2 separate regions of the Mus musculus genome follow, and region 2 is linked to region 1. A link is a contact called in public HiChIP or PLAC-seq data. All regions are on one chromosome and are shown on one strand. The core of a region is the stretch at or near the end of the contact, and the rest is flanking DNA. Distances in the headings are between cores, read along the strand shown. Region 1 overlaps Pdxdc1 (pyridoxal-dependent decarboxylase domain containing 1). Region 2 overlaps Bmerb1 (bMERB domain containing 1).

Region 1 (4,853 bases), core at 652-3,151:
CATGAGTGCTGAAAGGTTTTAAAGCTCCACAGGTTACTCAGATGTGCATCTGGACATAAGAAGTCAGCAGAATAGAAAGCCTAGAATCAGATGATATCAAAACACAGGAATCCAATGGTTCAAGATGTCTCACTCTAATAGTGAGAAGTTATGCTAAAACTTAAATTTAGCCTTAAAGAAAAGCTTCTTCAGCCAGAAGTGGTTGCACACATCTTTAGTCCCAGGACTGAGGAGGCTACCTGGTCTACAGAGTTTCAGGACAGCCAGGACTATTAAATAGAGAAACCATCTCTTCAAAAACCAAAAAAAGAAAAGCTCTTTCAAAGAGAGACGCTGCAAACTCCAGGAGAGCAGAATTACTGTAAGATGGACACACTCATCCGGCTGCTGGCCATCAGCAGGTGTGATGGAACCCTGAGGGGCAGAGCTGCAATTAATTGCCTTACCTTCTGCTGTCATCAGAGGGCTGAACCGAACACATGTGCCATCTACCTCCAGGTCTATGACAGTGAGGCCACACTGAGGCACCAACTGTTTCAACTGTTCACCCAACTGCAGGGAAAAGGACAGAGAACACTTCTGCAACAGGGACTTAAATATCTTTACCACCCACCCTCACCCCAGACTAAAATGGCTTCTGAAGCTAGTTCCCCTTATTCTTCAGGGTATCTTTCAATACTTAATAGCAATTTTTTGTTTCCCGTGCTGGGAACAGAGCCCAGGGGACTTTGCCCCTCACCTACTCCCACCCTACTCTTCCTACCTTTTCCAATTAACAGTTCATTTTATGTTATTCTAACTACAAATTCACTTTAGAAAAACATGCAATACAGTTAAGTCAAAAATATGAAATAAAAATGACCCATATCCTCCTAACATTTGACTGTTGACATGCAGTTTATTTCTCAGGGTCTTTTCCCTGTGTTTATAACAAAACATGATATTCTATACACCTTAGGAACCTCCTCTTTTTCTTTGTATGTATGTGTGAAGGCACACATTTGTGTGTGTGCATGGTTATGTGGAGACCAGAGATCAATACTGGCATTTTCCTCACTTTCTGAGACACGCACGCCTTCTCATGGAAACTCGAGCTTCTCAGTTTGCTCATGCTGTCTGCTCAGTGAACTCCCCGAACCACCCATCTCTGCGTTCCTGGTGCTGGATTGTAGGCATGCTGCTGTACTTGGCTATTTTTATAAACATGACGGCTAGAGCTGAGCTCAGGTCTTCATGCTTACACTGCTTGCACTTTGTCACAGGTGACCTACTCAGCCCCCCAGATTGCTTTTTTCCCCATCTACTTTGTGATCATTTTCCATCTGTTTTAAACATTTGGCCGTAGGTTTATAAGAGCTGCTATGAATGGCACTGCATGGATATATTATATCTTATTTATTAGAGCCTAGGAAATGACACTGCTGTGAACATCTTTACCCTGTTGAGAACACTCAGGAAGTCTAAAATCTAGAGGTACTGCACTCCAGTGTCCAAAGAGCCATTAGAGTAGAATGCTGGCCTGTCCTGCCTGGCTGCCACAGGTGCTCGGGAACACCTGTTCCTTCTGATGCACTTGCTTTGTTTCTGACACAGGTCTTACTATGTAGTTTAGGCTGTTCTGGGACTATGTAGACTAGGTTGGCCTCAGACTCTTGGAGATCCACCCGCCTCTGCCTCCTAAATGCTGCGATTAAAGGCATGCACCAATACACCCAGATTTAGCAACTCTCTTGTTGCCCAAAGCAGAGGTACTGTGTGCGGGCCAGGCTATTTTATTGTCTTTCATAGCAATTAGGAAATGGTCACAGAAGCAAAGTGAGTGGCTTGCCAGAGGTAACAGTGTCTGATGTGGTGATATGAGTCAGAACAGAACAAGCCTGGTGTCTCTGTATGAAGTTCCTTCCTGTGGGAATGACTAACCAACCACACATGACCATGTTATACAGGTGTGAGGCCAGGAAACGCTGTTCTGGATGTAAAGAAGAAAAAGTAGACAGCAGCCATCTTTACCCAGCGGTTCAGTGCATCACAGGAGTGTCTTTCCCGGCCAACTGCTGCAGGTGCTATGTTGGATACAGGAACAGCTTTAAACGCTGAATCTGAGGCCAAACACAGAAAGGATTCACTCCCAGAAACAAAGCTACAATAAACATTACAACTCAATCCATCAACAGCATCATATAATAATGAAATCAAAATGTCTGACCTGTTAATACTTTTCTGATGAACTAAGTAACTTCTCAATGCATTTCTATAATAGGATTTTTTTGTTTGTTTTTGTTTTTTCGAGACAGGGTTTCTCTGTATAGCCCTGGCTGTCCTGGAGCTCACTTTGTAGACCAGGCTGGCCTCGATCTCAGAAATCCGCCTGCCTCTGCCTCCCGAGTGCTGGGATTAAAGGCGTGCGCCACCACGCCCGGCTTCTATAATAGGATTTTTGTTGTTGTTCTTAAAGACAGTGTTTCTCCTGTGTAGCCTTAGTGGTTATTTCTCTATAGATCAGGCTGGCCTTGAGCTCAAGAGATCTGCCTGCCTCAGCCTCCCAAGTGTTGAGTTTAAAGGCATGTACCTCCAATGTCCATAGGATTCTTAATTTTCTTTTTTAAAAATAATTTCAACACCAGCCTGGTGGTGCACATCTATAAAATCTCACTCAGCCTTTAGTAAAGCTAAGGCCAAAGGGCTGTTATGAATTCAAGGCCAGCCTGGGTCCCAGGGGAAGATTGTATCTTAAAAAAAGAAAAGTTCCCTTTCAAGGAATTTCAAATGGAATAAAAAAAAATGTAAATACACCATAAAGAAAATAAACCCCACTATGTATCAAGCTAAAGCCACTGAAAAGTGGTAGTGCTCTGATAGAAGGTAATGGAGCCTATGCAGACAGGAAGGTGAGCATTCAGTGGAAACAGTAATAAAAGCAGTAGGGGGAAGGGTCTGAAGCAGGAGGACTGCTACAAGCTAAAGCTAGCCAGGCCTACAGAATGAGATCCTGTCTCAAACAAAGAAAAAAAGAGAAAGAAAAGGGATGAAGAGATGCGTATTTGAAGCAGCAACACCACAGCCACATTTAAGGAGAGAGTAGTGTTTCTAGGAACAAGGAAAGGGCCAGTGTGACTAAGGAAGGGGCCAATGATGGAAGCAGCAGCGATCAGGAAGGAGGCAGACCTGACAGCAGAGCCTTGTGGGTGTGGTGCGGAGCCCTAGATGCTGATGGCTGCCAGCAGGCTGACATGACTTGTAATGTTCACTAATTTCTATGCAGAGTTTCTTGGAAGAAACTGTGTGCAATATGGGAATGACAGTGTCACCTAGATGAAAGTTAATGTGCCTTGGACTAGGCTGGTGGCATGCTGGTCATTTTTTGTCCTTCCCCCCGCCCCCCTGCAGTATTGAGGATTAAAACCCAGTGTCATCTGAATGCTAAAAATTTCTATATTCCCAACATAGTCCATTCTTTAAAAACAGAGTTCTTTTTTTTTTTTGGACAGGGTGTCTCTGTGTAGGCTTGGCTGTTTTCTAGTTCTAACTTGATCTCAAACTCAGAAATTCTGTGCCTCTGGCTCTCCAGTACTGAGATTGTAAGAGTGTGTCACTTCACCAGGCTGAAAGAGATTCTTAAGCCCAGCATTCAGGAGGCACAGGCAGGTTACTCATTGTGAGTTTCAGGCTAATCTAGTTTATAAAGCAAGTTCCAGGCCAGCCTGAACAAGATGGTAGGGTAGGGGAGGAGGGTAGGGGAGGAGAGAGAGTGAGAGGAAGAAGAGGAGACAGAGACAGACAGACAGATGGACTCTTAGATCTATTCTCCTATATCACAATACTTGAGAAGCAGCTTAGGGGCTGAAAGCTAGCAGGGGAATAAGAGGTTTGAAGTCCACACCTTTCCTTCCTCAATGTGACTCCTAAAACCATGCCTAGAAATACAATAGCTTATTTACAGTTTTTAAAAAGTCACTCTCCTTAAAGGAATTTTGAAAGCAAAGCCAATGTTGTAAGTTAGCGACTCTTCTTTCTAAGCACTGCCCTTTAGCTGGCTCAGCCCAGGCTATGTGGTAGGGTTGCAGAGTCTTTGGTTTAGTCACAGGCACTTAGCGTGCTTGTGGAAACTGTTATACTTTTCCATGAGTGAAGACTTTATCAATAAAAAAATAAAAACATATAGAACTTAATTTTATATGATATTAAATTTAAAGCCATGAACACACACACACACACACACACACATCTTACACACAGTTTGGTTTTTTGAGACAGGGTTTCTCTGTGTAGCCCTGGCTATACTGGAATTCACTCTGTAGATCAGGCTAGTATCCCAGCTCACAGCCTGCCTCTGTCTCCCTAGTGCTAGGATTAAAGGCCTATACCTCCACACCTGGCATAAAAAAATTTTTAATCACCTACCTGAGGCTGGTAATTCCTGGAAAAACCTGAACACCACTACTGGAGAACTGAGCTCATCTTCCACCTGCAAAAAGAGAACTGTGCTGTTACAACACTGAAGATAGGGCTAAACATCAGCGGGATAAGACAGTATCTTTGGAAAGAAAATAGGCAGAAATGCTGCTTATACACAAACATTAAAAGGCTCAAAGGGTGTAACTGGCCTGAGGTGACCAATGAAAATGATGGTCCCTCCCTCTCTTGACCCAACAGACTCTATGAAGTCATGCATAAACGAGCAACTTAAAAAAAAAAAGTGTATGAGTTAACCAAGTTATGCTTGGTACCCACAGAGGCCCGAAAAGGATACTGGATATCCTGGAAATGGAGTTTCAGAATAGTGTGAGCCATTATATAGGTGCTGAGAACCAAACCTGGGTCTTTTGCAAGAAAAGCAACTGTTCCTAACTGCA
Region 2 (4,854 bases), core at 2,337-4,836, 240 kb after region 1:
CACCTTTTTGTCCACACATCTTTACTTGGGAATGTTCTTTGCAATGAGTCATTGGTCTGGTTTGAGGGCTTTGGCTTCTGCTACACTACCAGTACTGGATCCTCACAGGGACTCCTCTCAGACATCCTGTTGTTGCCCTGGGTCATGGAGGCCCTGCAGCTTTGTGATGTGTAGGACAGACCTATTCGCTCACTCCAGCTGTTCATAGATGGGGTAGATGTTGGGGTGGGATTTGGGCCTGGGCAGTAGCTAAGTTGGTCAGCCCTCTCTGGCACCCACACCACCAAGGTGAGCTCTCTGGCACTGCCCTGGCTAGCTCACCAATGCCATACCTGCAAAGAGACAAGGCCAGCTCTCCCTTTCTCATATATTTTGCCTTTGCCAAATGTATTAGTTAGGGTTCGTATTGCTGTGATAAAAACTGAGACCAAAAGCAACCTGGAGGAAAGGTTTTGTTTCGCCTCACAGCATGTAGTCCAGCATCTAAGGAAGTCAGGGCAGGAGCTGAAGCAGAAATCATGTAGGAATCCTGCTTACAGGGTTTCTTCCAGTGACTTACTCAGTCTGATTTCTTATACCATCCATGACAACCTGCCGAAGAGTTGTATGAAAAGCAAGGTTACTATAGTTAAAGACTTTCCCAGAACTATGGCCTTTGATGGACTAAGTCTTTGCATTTTGGCAGGTGGTGCTGTCTACATGATGAGTTTGATACTCTCATGGTACTTCCATTATGGGGTCAGTTGTGCTAAAGTCTAGGAGCCTACTAAGGTCTGGGGCCTTGTTACAAACTGCCAGGCAGTCTGTGCCCTTCTGGCAAGCCCTGGTTCATTCAAGGCAGCCTGCTTGGATGTTCTAGGCCAAATCTTGAAAAATGCTGGCATGTCTCTGGTCACAAGAGATATAGACTAAAGTCCTGCATCCCTGACCTGGTCCTGGGGTCTGAAATGCTAAGGGTGGGGTGGAAAAACATGGGCATTTGTGATCAGCCAAGGAGAAGGCTGGGGGTAAGGCAAGTAAATGGAGTGACTCCAGAGAGTAAGGCTCTGGACTGGCCCAGTACTAACTAACATGGAGTCTAGCTGAGTCCTTCTACCTCTTCCCAGGATGGTTGTCAGGGCCAACACTGTTTCCCCAAAACACCCACCCCCTTCATCTGCTACACTGTTCTTCAGAGGTCCAGAAGCACAGCCAGCCAGTCTTACTTCAGGCTTCCATACCTAAAGACTTGACCGACAACAGGTTGTAAATATTCAAGAAGAAAAATGCAGACCCGGGTGTGGTGTTGCATGCCTTTAATCCCAGCACTCAGGAGGCAGAGGCAGGCAGATTTCTGAGTTCGAGACCAGCCTGGTCTACAAAGTGAGTTCCAGGACAGCCAGGGCTATACAGAGAAACCCTGTCTCGAAAAACCAAAAATAAATAAATAAATAAATAAATAAATAAATAATGATAATAAGATAAAGCATTTATAGACTTTTACTTATTTAAAAAATAATAATAATTCCAGTGCTTGAGAGAAAAAGGCAGGAAGATCTCTAAGTTTGGGGCCAGCCTGGTCTACATAGTGAGTTCCAGGATAGAGTTACATAGCAAGACTCTTTCTCACAAAAAATAAACATATAAGACTAAAATTTTAAAGTTATGTTGTGTGTCTGTGCATGCACTTATTAATGTGAGTGCAGGCACCCATGGAGGTGAGAAAAGGATGTCATATCCCATGGAGCTGAAGTTATAGGTGTTTGTAAGCCACCTAATTCAGGTTTGGGACCCAAGGTTTAATCCCCTGGAAGATTAGTACATGCTATTATCCAGTGAGCCATCTCTCCAGCTCTGCCCCTGGGCCCACCCTTTTAACTTTTTGTCATTATATCCTAAGTGAGAGGATAATTCCTGATTATATAATATCTAGGCTGTGTTGACTGTATTGGGCATCATAAGTTATCTAGAGGTGACTTAAATACCTAGGAGTATGTATAGAGATTATATGCAGACATTAGGCTGTCTTATTTTCAAGACTTGGGCATGTGTGGATTTTGGTGTTCAGGAGCAAGAGGAGATCCTGGGACGTTTCTACATATGTGAGCATGTGGTTATCTATCTGTACTGACAAAAGGTCAACTTCATGCTGCCTGAGCCTTGTTGGTAGTGACTTCTCAGAGCTTAGGCCTGAGGCCAGCACAGCAGACGCTCAGTGAAGATGCAGGTGTGAATATACACATTTTGAAACTGTATATACTTTGGGAACTGCCTTGAAGATGCCTCAGCTATCGTTGACCTGTTAAGCCATTTTTACTCAGTGTGATTCTGCTTCTCAGAATCTTCCCACATTAAAAAAAATTCTTGCATAAATCTATGTTAACCCCGTGGAGACCCAGGTAGCACAGATAACCTAAAAATCCACCTAGATGATCAATGAGCACACCCTAGAAATCTGCAGGGGAAGTTCCTGGTAGCCACTGAAAATAATTTTTATGAGAATGACAAATTGACTTTAAAACAAATTGTTCTTGAGACATGGTCTCATCTGACCCAGACTGACCTCGAACTCGGATCCTCTTGCCTCAACATCCCAGTTCTGAGATTACATGCGTGTTCACAAACACCCCCATTTTATGTTGTTCTGAGGATCAAACCCAGGGCTTTGTGCATGTTAGGAGAGCATGCTATCAACTGAACTAAAATCTTAGGCCAGGATTAATTTTTTCTTTTTGTAACACACACCTTACTACAATACATTGCAGAATTGTAGGAAAGCCCTTGAATAGGCCCTGGAAGGGGTTTGTGAATTCCTATTGAAATGTAAATGTTTATATTGCTTCTATGTCTAGGAATTTGTCACAGAAAACCTAGTATGAGGAGTATATCAATATAGCAGGATGCTGGGCAGCCACAAAAATCAGTTGACTTGAATGCACTAACAGGGAATCATCTTCAAGACATATTCTGAAGTAGAATTATATATCATTATAAACTAAAAGGCATAAATAGTAAAAAGAACAAATTGTGAAAATATTTTGTAACAATGTCACATGATATTTATAACCGGCGTACTTTTAAACCTGCAAGAATGGACACTACACTGGGGGCGTTAGTATTATGACTCTGTCTGTGTCTGGAGGCTTCAGAACCTGGACGTGGATGATTCTGTCCACAAGCCTCAGGCCCTAGGTATCAATGGTACAAAATCCAGAATCTAAGAGGTGAAAATTTTGGAGTTATGCCTAAGAGCAGAGGGAGGGAGACAAAGAAAAAGAGAGAGAGATTGAGAGAAAGACAGAGATAGACAAATAGCAATGGAGAGAGTGTACAACCCCTAATTTCTCCTTTTGACAGACACATAGCAACAGAGCAAGTATATGTACAACCTTAACTTCCTCCTTTGCATCCTCTTTCCTGTCCTCACCTACAGATGACTAGTTCTGCTACAGAGGGCAGGACTTCTCACCTAGACAGTTCAGCAGCTCATAAGCCAATCTCTGCAAACGTCATCACAGACTCTTGTGGTTTAAATGTAACTACCCCGAATGCCAGGCTTCTGTGGTTAACATGTAGACACAGAGAGCTGTGACAGGCTTCTGTGGTTAGCATGTAGACACAGAGAGCTCTGACAGGCTTCTGTGGTTAGCATGTAGACACAGAGAGCTGTGACACTGTTGTGGGAGGTTATAATGTGATTTTGGGGATGTGGGGCCTAGCTAGCTGTTGGGGCAGGACTCAAGGGTTCTACGTGCCAGGTTCCTGCCCAAGCACTCTGTTTCTGGGTCTGGACTGTGTAAAAACACCTGCCAGACTCCCATAGCTACAGAGCTGCCTGCCTCTCTGCCTCCCTTCAAATGGCAGACTGTAGTCCCCAGAACAGTGAGCCCAAACAATTCCTTTTCTCCCTTAAGTTACTTTTTGTCACAGCAAGGAGTAAAGTGATAAATACCCAGACTTATCTAAAAACAGCTGGAAGATGGCCCTCACTTTCATTAGCCTCCAGTGTTTAAACAAGGCTAGTGCTGGGATGTGTTCTGCTGAGGTAACTTATTATGTGGTGTCTTGTCCCTGTAGGATGGATGACATTCAGCTCTGCAAGGACATCATGGACCTGAAGCAGGAGCTGCAGAACTTGGTCGCCATCCCAGGTACCATGTGTGATTACATCCTCTGTCAGCCACCGCCAGGGCTCCACATCTGTCCTCTGTACCTCTGGGATTGGGAATAGAGGGTTTGTCTCATTTCCTAATGGGATTTCAGTCTGGCAATGGAGGCTCCAGGATTTAAACACAAATTCATGCAGGGTATGTGGTCTGCACCTATAATCTAAGCACTTGAGAAGCAGAGGCAGGGAAATGACCCACACATCTGAAATCAGCCTGGGCTGACTGAGACCATATCTCAAACCAATAACAAAATAAACACAAGTTTCTATCAGGCAGGACCACCTTGGGACCTCAGGCAAGCCTCTTTATTTTTTACAAGATTGAGTTTTTCTTCCTTTGAAAATGGAAGAGGAATATACTCACCATCAATCTCACGAGAGCTGAGGGGACCAGTTGAGTGGCAGAACACTTTCCTAGTGTGTGCAGAGACCTGGGTCTGCACCAAAGCACTGCAAAGGGATGACAAAGCTGCCAAGTGTGACTGTCGCGGTGGTAAATGTACACTTTAGGCCAGGCATCATTTTGACTCAAGAGTCATTATTGCCATTTTAATCATGTGTGGAAAGAGGGAGAGTAGAGCAGGCACAGGCTGTAATATTGGGGCCAAGCATCCATCTATCAGTTATTAATTACTGATGATCTGATTGCTTTCCCTTAAATGACTTCCCTCTCCAAACACTCTAAGTTACATGGCATATGGGCCTTG

The links. HiChIP or PLAC-seq counts read pairs in DNA pulled down with a chosen protein or histone mark.
Region 2: a BATF HiChIP or PLAC-seq map of CD8 T cells shows a contact between it and region 1, with 5 read pairs. The contact joins two enhancer-like sites. A contact is called at or near these places in 1 of 115 datasets of contacts at active chromatin or transcription factors (CD8 T cells) and 3 of 9 other capture datasets (adipose tissue, liver and pancreatic islet).

Annotation. Positions count from the first base shown.
Region 1 is chr16:13,843,325-13,848,177 of GRCm38.p6, forward strand. Pdxdc1 (pyridoxal-dependent decarboxylase domain containing 1) reads right to left here. Exons shown (of 23, transcript NM_053181.3): 14 at 4,402-4,465; 15 at 2,011-2,099; 16 at 447-552. Among named protein-coding and RNA genes, the nearest start is that of Ntan1, 26 kb to the left of the region's middle. Within about 2 kb of position 1,902, at least 13 of the 459 cell types and tissues checked have an H3K27ac peak or open chromatin away from gene starts, as enhancers often do. A contact at or near this core is called in CD8 T cells, where this site is marked.
Region 2 is chr16:14,084,890-14,089,743 of GRCm38.p6, forward strand. Bmerb1 (bMERB domain containing 1) reads left to right here. Exons shown (of 6, transcript NM_144518.3): 3 at 4,057-4,130. Among named protein-coding and RNA genes, the nearest start is that of Marf1, 72 kb to the right of the region's middle. Within about 2 kb of position 3,587, at least 69 of the 459 cell types and tissues checked have an H3K27ac peak or open chromatin away from gene starts, as enhancers often do. A contact at or near this core is called in CD8 T cells, where this site is marked.